Linked DNA regions of Mus musculus: region 1 is linked to region 2. The links are chromatin contacts, called in public Hi-C maps. All regions are on one chromosome and are shown on one strand. The core of a region is the stretch at or near the end of the contact, and the rest is flanking DNA. Distances in the headings are between cores, read along the strand shown.

The links. Hi-C and Micro-C count contacts between places; a contact is called where the count stands out from the background.
Region 1: a Hi-C map of forebrain shows a contact between it and region 2, with 2.4 times the contacts expected there. The contact joins two enhancer-like sites. A contact is called at or near these places in 6 of 484 Hi-C or Micro-C datasets (the AML12 cell line, the HL-1 cell line, embryonic stem cells and 2 more) and 3 of 9 other capture datasets (adipose tissue, liver and pancreatic islet).

What each region holds. Positions count from the first base shown.
Region 1 is chr3:28,636,292-28,641,212 of GRCm38.p6, reverse strand. It overlaps Tnik (TRAF2 and NCK interacting kinase), which reads right to left. Exons shown (of 33, transcript NM_026910.1): 23 at 2,696-2,825. Among named protein-coding and RNA genes, the nearest start is that of Gm52603, 49 kb to the left of the region's middle. Within about 2 kb of position 2,047, at least 26 of the 459 cell types and tissues checked have an H3K27ac peak or open chromatin away from gene starts, as enhancers often do. A contact at or near this core is called in forebrain, where this site is marked.
Region 2 is chr3:28,555,118-28,560,399 of GRCm38.p6, reverse strand. It overlaps Tnik (TRAF2 and NCK interacting kinase), which reads right to left. Exons shown (of 33, transcript NM_026910.1): 9 at 3,283-3,361. Among named protein-coding and RNA genes, the nearest start is that of Gm52603, 130 kb to the left of the region's middle. Within about 2 kb of position 1,894, at least 82 of the 459 cell types and tissues checked have an H3K27ac peak or open chromatin away from gene starts, as enhancers often do. A contact at or near this core is called in forebrain, where this site is marked.

The DNA of each region.
Region 1 (4,921 bases), core at 798-3,297, 81 kb before region 2:
TCTTCTCTTCTCTATCTGAAGCATCTGATTAATAGTTTGATATTTTAAGACCTCACACTTTGGGACTGAAGAGATGGCTTAGATAATAAGGTGCTGCCCTTGCACACCTGAAGACCCGAGTTAAATTGCCAAGATGAATGTAATTCCAGAAATTAGGACGCCAAGATAGGTGGACCACTGACTTCACTAGCCAGACAGCTTACCTGACTTGGTAAAAAACAAAACAAAACAAAACTCCAGGCCAGTGAGAAGCCTTGTCTGTATAAAGAAAAATGTTGTTGACACTTGGGAAGCATTCTTTAAAGTCTACTTGAAAGATTTGACAGGGGCATAAAATAAAAATTCCAGCAAGTTGCTATTCGAGCTAGTCTTCTAGTTATAACTGCACTGCCAATTTTACTTCGAAGGTCTTACTCATTTAGAAACTACCATTTCTTTCTTCCTTACTACTGTTAGAGGCCCTCTGTCCTTTTGGAGAGCAAAGTCTGTAAATGGAGTTTCCTAGACCTGTCCTGTTTGAAGGGAGGATGACTATTCTGTCTGTCTATGCTTTAGAAGGAGGAGTGGGCTATGGTAAGAAGCTAGAGAAGACTGGAGTTTATGGTGATAATAAAATAAAATAGTGAACCTTTAAAAAATATATACTACTTTTTAAAAGTATTTATTTATTTATTTATTTATTTATTTATTTTACATGAGTACACTTGTAGCTGTCTTCAAACACCAGAAGAGGGCATCTGATCCCCTTTCAGATGGTAGTGAGCCACCATGTGGTTGCTGGGAATTGAACTCAGGACATCTGGAAGAGCAGTCAGTGCTCTTAACCACTGAGCCATCTCACCAGCCCATATCTTTTTCTTATGAGACAGATTTACAAAATTTCCAATGAAAACATGTTAAAAAAATCTCCCTTACTTCTTGAGCATTTGTTTCTTGGTCCTTCTTTTCTTCTTCTTCTTCTTTCTCCTTCTTCTCTTTCTTCTCCTTCTCCTCCTTCTCCTTCTCTTTCTTCTCCTTTCTCCTTCTTCTCCTTCTTCTCCTTCTCCTTCTTCTCCTTCTCTTTCTTCTCCTTCTTCTCCTTCTTCTCCTTCTCCTTCTTCTCCTTCTTCTCCTTCTTCTCCTTCTTCTCCTTCTTCTTCTTCTTGATTTATTTATTTATTTATTTATTTATTTATTTATTTATTTAATGTATGTTAGTACACTATGCTGGCTTCAAACACACCAGAAGAGGGCATCAGATCCCATTACAGGTGGTTGTGAGCCACCATGTGGTTGCTGGGAATTGAATTCAGAATCTCTGGAAGAGCAGTCAGTGCTCTTAACTGCTGAGCCATCTCTCCAGCCCAAATAGTGAACTTTTATCAACACTTATATTTACTTACTAGCCAATTCCATGTTCTCAGCCATTTTATACAATATGCTACTATTTATGAAGGTGTGCGTGTGTGTGCACGCATCTAAAAATGATGCAAGGTGCTACCCTTTATTTATCTCCCCTTTATTAGTTAAGGCAGTGTCTCCCCAGACCCAGAACCTGCCAATTCTGGCCAGTCTAAGTAAGGAGATTGTTCCAGGGAGTCCCTGCCTCTGCCTCCTGAGTGCTGAGATTTCAAGCGGCTGCCCAACCTGCTTGGCTTTTTTGAGGGTTCTGGGGATCCAAGTTCTTGTCTTCATACTCAAGTGGTAAGCAGTTTATACATGGATCCAGTTCTGTAACCCATTGATGAAGTTTTACAGAGGACCAAAACAGATGCAGGGGTACGAATGTCAACATTTCTCAATGTTACTTGTCATTACTTTCAAAATCACATAAAATGAAGACAGAAGATGGCTTCCAATTTCTTGGGGCACTTCAGGTTAACAAAGATACAGCGGGGAGCTCAGTGAAAGGTGAAGGGGAACATGTGCTTCCCAAAAAATGAAGCCATGTTCCCAGACTTAATGAACAACAACAACAAAAAAAAACCTTCCCAAGGGCTGGAGGGAGACTCAGCATTTAAGAGCACTAGCTGTTCTTCCAGAGGACTGGCTCCATTCCCAGAATCCACATGACAGCTCACAAGTGCCTGCAACTCCAGGCAGATCCAACCCCCTCTTCTTGTCTCTGTAGACATTAGACATGCACCTGGTACACAGACATACATGTAGGCAAAACACCCATACACATGAAAGTAACTAATTTTTTTTAAACCTCAAAATTTAAAGATAAAAATAAATGCCAAAGATACGCCTCCTAGTTGACTTCTGTGTTTCTTTGTTCTCTAGCACAGTTTCTTGGCATTACTGAGCATTTTATATGAAATCCATAAGGAACAAACCATTCATGGGGGAAGAGACTCGAAAAACTATTCTTGCTATTAATAAAGGCCATTCACTTCTGTTTTCCTGGTGTTGAGGACATCTGTGCTTTCTAGTTTTATGTCCTCAGGCTCAGATTTTATAATCACATTTGCATAGCTCCTATTGAAGAATGGGGACTAATGCATAATTAAGTCACTTTGCAGAAACTTGGGAAGACCCAGAAAAAAAGACAGCAGATAATTAAAATCACTCATCCACTTAAGACTCTTAGGTTCCTATCCTCCTGTTTAGCCAGAACACTTATAATATATGCATAAGCATCCTATGTAAAAGTTTGAATAGGAAAGTCATTTAAGGAAGGTATGTCCTTCTGACAGCTGCTGCACCAACTTACCTCTCTGATCATCAAGGTTCCTTCTCTTGAAATGCTGCCGCCAAAGGTGTCCGCATGCGAAGTTTCCAGCCCATGTGTCCCGACCATCCCCATGTTGTACTGCTCATTGTTCCCTGGAGCTCCGGTGGGTCTGAGGTGGGAAAGAAGAGTCATGCCAATGTGCAAACATGGGGAAATACCACTTCCTGCCCTCACTTCTTATTGCAGTAAATGCACATGACATAAAATTTGCCACTAACATTATTCATGTGATTATTGCAGCGACTTCGAGAATATTCTGTATTTAACGCGCCTAGGTTGGAGTTTCCATTTCTGGAGCATCTTAAGCTATTTTCCACCCTGTTCTCAACTCAGACTCTGAGAGCTTCCTGATTTCCAAGGAAAAATGATGGAATCAGCAGAGACATCCACCATGCCCCCCAACCTTCTTGACAAAGGGAACCTTGCCCTGCCTTTCTACTTGGTGTTTCCTCTACTTGTCTGTTGTCTGGCTTCTTCTCCTTCCTCTATTTTTATTCCAAGAGATAGATACTTTATCTAAAATACTGTCTCAAGAACTATCTATGCCCAGTCCCACTAGCCTTTATTCTTTAACATTTCTTACTGCCATTTATAATTCTTTAATGTGTGTGTGTGTGTGTGTGTGTGTGTGTGTGTGTGTGTGTGTGTGTATGATATGATGTGGGAAAAGCTGGAATTGGGTTTTATCCTAAAGAAAGCCATCTACTTCCTTTGAGGAAAGATTTCTTTTTGATCTGGAACTTACCAATTAGGCTAGGCTGGCTGGCCATTGAGCCTCAGGGATCCTCCTGTCTCTGTCATCCCAGAAATGGAATTAAAGGCACAAGTCACCATGTATGCCATTTTTACATAGGTCCTGATTGAAATCAGGTCCCCGTGCTTGCAAGCAAGCATTATATTAACTGAGCCATAGCTTTGGCCTTGAGATTTTTAATTTGTTAGCATACTGTCTCTTCATTCCTTCCTTCTCTTTCACTAGAACACATGCTTGTTTATCCTTTTGCTTATCACTACACAGCCAGGTCAGTGTCAACTTGATTTACCATGTTCTGTGAACAAAGTCTGTGGTATTGTTAGCAAAAGGGTCTTGCAATTAAGTTCTGGTGGGCAACCAAGCAATGAAAATGGTTTTGGGTGGTTTGTTTACTTGGTTTTTGTTTTGTTTAGATTTTGAGAGGGTTTTCTGATTAACAACTTGAAGGGCATCTCACTCCTGGGCTTTTGATTTGTAAATCTGTGGCTTCTAGAAGAACATTAGCATTTATATGCAGTACTCATGACTCTCCTAAAAATCTGCTTATTCAGCCTATACCATCGTACAACTAGTCTGCGACTGTTCCTCCTGCTGTGTTACATATTTCCCAAAGACCAAAGATAACCTGAGCATGCAATGAAATTCACCCAGGAACCAGGAGATCGATGCAGAAAGACATATGGAGAACTTTCAAGAGAGGTACCATGGGAAGTGTTGACAAGATGCTGTCAACACCGTGAGGCAGAGATGGAATTTCTCATGTGCCCTGTGCCACTTAGAGAGTGCCAGTGCCCAACCCGGGAAAGACCATCACACTTCAGCTTTGCTTGGATGATCAACAGTTAAGTGTCCTGTGTCCCTTGCACCCCAACTGTCTGCTTTACAAACTTGGAAAGTAGAGAACCTGTGGTTGTAGAAGCTCAAGATCTGGCATTTTATTATTATGGATTCCTTTCTGCTGTTTTAGCAAATGATTATGTTTAAAATCAGTTTTAAAATGTGAAATGGTATCAAGGAATTATTTATCTATTAAGAACATTTATTACTTTAGCCCTTTGATTCTTTTTATGTACTTTTAAAACTGTCCCTGATTGCTGGGTGTGGAGGCACATGCCTTTAATTCCGGCACTTAGAAGTAAGAGGCTGATGGCCTCCCATGAGCTCAAGGTCAGGCTGGTCTATAGAACAAGATCCTGCCTCAAAAAATAAAATAAAAAAAGATACCACCAGCTGACATGCCATGTTGGTGAAGGGACAATGTGATAGGGCTCCACCCCTAAAGAAGAGTCACAGGAAATGAATGACTACTGAGAGGGAGAATCAGTATTCCCCAGGGATGAATTGCCTAATTGGTTATCTAATACCAAGTGGTCAGCTGTAAAAACATCATACAAGCAACACTAAGTAGACTCTGTAGGCTGCATTTGTGCATTTATTCGCATATACACTTA
Region 2 (5,282 bases), core at 645-3,144:
AAAACTCATGCTTCAGTTTGGGTTTTGATTTTGGTGAAGTATACAGTCACAGTACAAACTAACCAGTTCAATGTATCTCAAATATTTTGTGACATCTACTTTATATCATCATTATTTTCATTTGGCACACACACTCACACACACACACACACACACTCACACACACACACACACGCACGCACGCACGCACGCACGCACGCCTACAGCCCTATAGCCCTACAGCCCTACCTTTGTTCTATCTCAAAACTAAAGTGCCTAACAGCAGGCATGGAACTCTAAAAAATAGTCCGGATGGGCGGGTAGGGTGTGTGCTGGCTAGATTTTTTTGTCAACTTGACACAATCCCATGTCATCTAGGGACACCTCTCTGTCGTTGAGAAAATGCCTCTATGAGACTGGCTTTCAGGCAAGTCTTTGGGGGAATTTTCTTGATTAGTGATTGATGTGGAGGGACCCAGCTCACTGTGTGCACTGTGAGAACCCGTAGCAAGAGCTTTGAAAGGTAACCAGCAAAGTAGGATTCTCTTCAAGGAGCCCCGAAAGCCATTGCGTAAGGCCGTGAAGTGAAGCCTCATCTGTAAGGCAGAACTCAGTATATTAGATTTTGCTGGGATTATGGGATAGCCACTAAGGAGAGTTAAAGGTATGGAGTGGAGCCATTCGAAGGGAGGCTATGTGTGCTGTGGGCAGAGTAGGAGAGGCACGGCTGGTGGAGACCAGATGACACCACCAGGAGCCTTGGATGCTTGACACTGAACCTCAGGATTTTGTGTTTCCCCTGCTAAGCTCAGGCCTTAAAGTCTCCTTATCTATCCCTCTCTATTGGAACGAGAATGTTTATTTTGTGCTACTTCATATTGGAAATATGTGAGCTGGGTTTTAATTTTACAGGTCTTCGAGTTAAGAGATACCTTGAGAATCGCAAAGGCTTTGGGCCTTTAAGCAACAGGTTATGGAGCTGTTAAGATTCGGGAGACTGGTGTAGAGGAGGTAAAGGCACTTTGCATCATGAGACGATCATGTGCGTTTGGGGCCCAGAGGTGGAGCTTTATAGTCGAGGGTCAAGGTGACAAGAAGTGGCCATATGGTGGCTAGTCTTCATTGTTAGTTTGACTGGGTTTAGAACTACCTAAGAGACACACCTGGGAGGATGCCATTAATGAGCAGGCTTTAGGTTCTACTTAGGAGGGGAGATCTATCCCCCATGTGTGTAGCACCATGCAGGGCTTGGAGTCTCTGGATTAAAAAAAAAAAAAAAAGAGGATGAAAACAGCTGAATATCAGCACTCATCTCTCTCTGTGTTCTTGATTGTGCACACAGTATGACCCCTGCCTTAGTTCCTCTTCCACAATGGGCTGTATCCCTTCTTTAATTGTGACCTAAAGGAAACCATCCTCTCTGAACTTGATCTTGCCAGGTATCTGTTATAGAAATGATAAAGTAGTCAATGTAGCCCATGAGATGACACATGCCTGCGGATGGCCAGCCTGTTCTTCTGTGGAAAGGCTTAAAATACCTCCCCGGAGCAGTGACAGGAGAGGAGGGGATGGGAAGTGAGGCCCACGGTAGACAGTAACCCCCACCCCCAGAAGCTTGGCACATTACAAGCAGAAATCTGGCAGGCAGCAAGCTTTGCAGAGTCACTGTTGCTTCCAGGGGAAGGAACGGAGCTGGCTCCTCTCTCTGGGAGTCGGATCCAGGGAGGAAAGGAGAGAAAGATCTCAGAAGAGTGAGGAGGGGCCCTCCTGCGCTCTGTCACCACATGCTATGTGGCACCCAATGAAAGGCTGTTGCTGGGGAGAGAACATGCATTTCTCTTACCCACAGTGACCCTCTGAGAGGAAGGAGAGCAGGGAAGGCTTTGCCTCCTGGTTACCAATAGCAACTCACAATCCCCTTGCAGGTCTGGCAACTGAGAGACTGTCATTGCTTGTGGCTTTTCTGTTTCCTTCCCCTCTGTGTGCCTTTCCTCTGTTGAGCCAGGGTTGCCATGTCATTACCAGCTGATTGGTAGTAATTAAGCCTGCTCTATGTGGTGGGTGGTGTCTGTGGGTGGGAAACAGGAGGATGCCAGTCAAGGGCCTGAGCCTTAAGTCATAGGAAAAGGGACAAACAATTTGTTCCTGTTTAGTTGAATTATTCAGGGCTTGTGCCTATAAAATCACAGGAGGTCACAGACTGGTAGGGATTGGCTCCAATGCTAGAGGAGATGTAAGAATGTATTAGGAGGCCGTGCCACTTCTGCAGCAGGGGAGACGGGGGGGGCATCGTATAACAAAGCATAAAGACCCCCAATGTAAGTACACAGAGAAGTGACAGGCAACATTTGGCATAACCTGAGGACTCCATTTCCAAGCCTCACCTGGTTGCTCACCATCCACACTCCTGTCTTACCCCGTTCTCAGGGAGTAGCAAGTAGTAGCTCTCTTTAGAACAAGTCACCTTTTTGTCAGGATAAGCTTATTAAGAACAAAGGTTGTACTCCTGTCCCCAAATAGAAAGCCAGCATGTCCTGTCACAAAAAGAAAGGGACTGAAAAAAAAAAAAACTCACAAAGAACCACAATTGCTCATGCCAGAAACATCACAGGGACCATTAGCAGGTCTGTGTGGGCGTGCAGGGAGCCACTGTCTTGAGGAATAGAATGGGCTGACTCTAAATCATCACCTTTTCCAAAGAAATGTGCCGTGCAGCCAGGCTAGCATAGCCTGCAGTCGTAAATCACATCATTTTCGTGCCATTACTTGGGCTCCATTTTGGCTAATAGCTCCCTGCCTCGAGGATAGGGTTAACAAGCTGCTGTATAGACAGCAGGTAGCCAAGCCTCAAGTCCAAGATCAATGGTGGCATACAGAATGTCACCTACCAAGCTGTGGCATGCATTTTTAAAAAGTATCTAGCCAGAAAGACCTAGGGATCAGGGGTAACTCAAAAGAAGATCTCAGAGAGAGGCCGGGTGGGTGGTGTGGTCGCTACAGTGCTTGTCATTCAAGCACGAGAACTGAGTTCAGAACCCTAGCACTCGTGTAGAAAGCCAGGTGTGCTAGCGTGTGCCTGTAATCCTATGAAAGATGGCTGGGGCTCTGGTATAACAAAACACTTTGTCTATCGAAGTAAGGGAGGAAAGCAACTGTGAAAGATAACAGAGGCCAACCCAAGGCATCTACATACAAGCACATGTGTGTGCACCTGCAGACACATGTCCACACATACACACAAAAGTGAAAGATCACAGGAAAGCTTCGCCCTCAGATCTGAAAAGTACTGTGGAGCAAACTCACCACTTCTTAGACTTGAGCCGAGGTGCAGGGTTCCGTGGGATGAGGAAGAGGGCTCTCATGGGATGCATGTCACAGAGGGCTGCAGGAGACCAAAAACAAGGACCAGAGCCAGTCAGAGGCCACCCACACTACCATCCTGGCCGCACACAAAGTATGCACATGTCCATAAGGCTCTTGGGAGCAAGGGGTCAGGACCTCAAAGCTTCCAACTTGCAGACAATCAAGAGCTGATGTCTAATTAGATGGATCTCATAAAACACACATTTCAAACAGACATTAACATCCCTCGGGGTCACACCTTTACTTCATAAGGAAAACAAGTCACGGGGTCAACAACTAGCCACCTGCCATTCAAAATAAACACCATCAGGTGACAGCTATGTTGGCGTGGCTGGGGTAATTTTTTTTAAAGATTTTATTTATTTATTCATTATATGTAAGTACACTGTTGCTGTCTTCAGACACTCCAGAAGAGGGAGTCAGATTTCGTCATGGATGGTTGTGAGCCACCATGTGGTTGCTGGGATTTGAACTCCGGACCTTCGGAAGAGCTGTCGGGTGCTCTTACCCACTGAGCCATCTCACCAGCCCTGATTTTATTTTAACAGAAACCTAAGCCACAATATAACTGGTATCGAAACATCCAAAGTCAGTGTCTTCCCCACTGGAGGCTCATACAGGCACTGCTAACTATGCAAATTTTTAGACTTTTTGGTCCTCTGCCAGAACACCATTCTGTTTCCAAATGTCCCTGCTAGCTTTTCAGGGTGCAAAATGTGCTTTGTTTTTAAATCCTCTGGCCCCAGAATGATAGAAGAATGAAGTCAGCTTACAGACATGATGTAATTTTATCATGGTCATACTCTCTATTCTTATTTCAATCAACATATCTTATTAGCTTACTTTCTCACAGTGAGAATACAGGATTTTTTCCCCACTTCTCTTCTATACCAAGATTGAGAATATATGCTTTCTCAATGCCAGAGGATTCTGTGGGCAGAGTTTATTTATAGTCCTGTCTACCACTAGGGATGATAACACAGTTTTAAGACTGTGGTATCCAAATTTTCTGACTCACAAATGTCATTGTGAACAAAGGCAATCTTGTCAACAAACACTCCCGGGCAGTCATGTTGCAGATGGATTCAAGGAACTTAGATCCTCGTGACAGCAGTGACGGTGTGACAGCAGTCACGGGGTCAGGAAGAGTCCTGAGTTTAAGAACCATCTGTCCTGAGGGTGAAGGGCCTTTTCAGTCCTGGGAAAAGTGGCTGAGCAAGTGTGACAGGGTAGGAAACACAAGCAAGGACGTGACTGGGGCCAGTTCCCATGTAAAGGAAGGTAGAAAAGTTGCCGGGAAAGGTTCACTATCACTATGCAACTATAGCCCTGGGTTAGGGGAGGGAGGATCTAGACTGTCCTGTAATCCAGACACAGTCTGCCTGGGTGTTGCTTGAATCACAGCTGCCTGCAAAGTGAATCCTTGTCTGTCAGGAAAGGGCGAGCCTTGCTGTCTTTACTGTGGTTGGCATGGGTGGGTAAAGGAAGACTCCGTCAGGGGGTCTGGGAGGTCCAGTCAAAGTCTCCCAGGCCACCGCTGCAGCTCCCAGAGGTGTTCTTTGGTACTAACACAGAAAGTCCCAGGGAACTTGGGAAGTTCTCAAGGTTGCCAGTGTCTGGGACAGGGCTCCAATAAGGGCACAGACATCTAAAGCTCCAAATGTTTATATTTTCATAAGAGGGTCAGCCTCCGACTTCAGGGATTTGCGAAGGCTGCACCTGAGGAATTCAGCTTTGGAGTTTTGTAGTGGGGAGCTGACCTTGTCTGTGGGAGTGTCTATGGTGCCTGTGAGAGAGGCGCAGTGCCTCCAGAATGAGCCACACTGTAAGTGGGCAAGACAAAACGCCTCCTCCAGTGTCTGCACTCTTCTTCCTAGCAAAACACAGATCTGCACACTGCTCTGCAACAAACAGATTCCTGGTTGATTTAAATTGCCTCT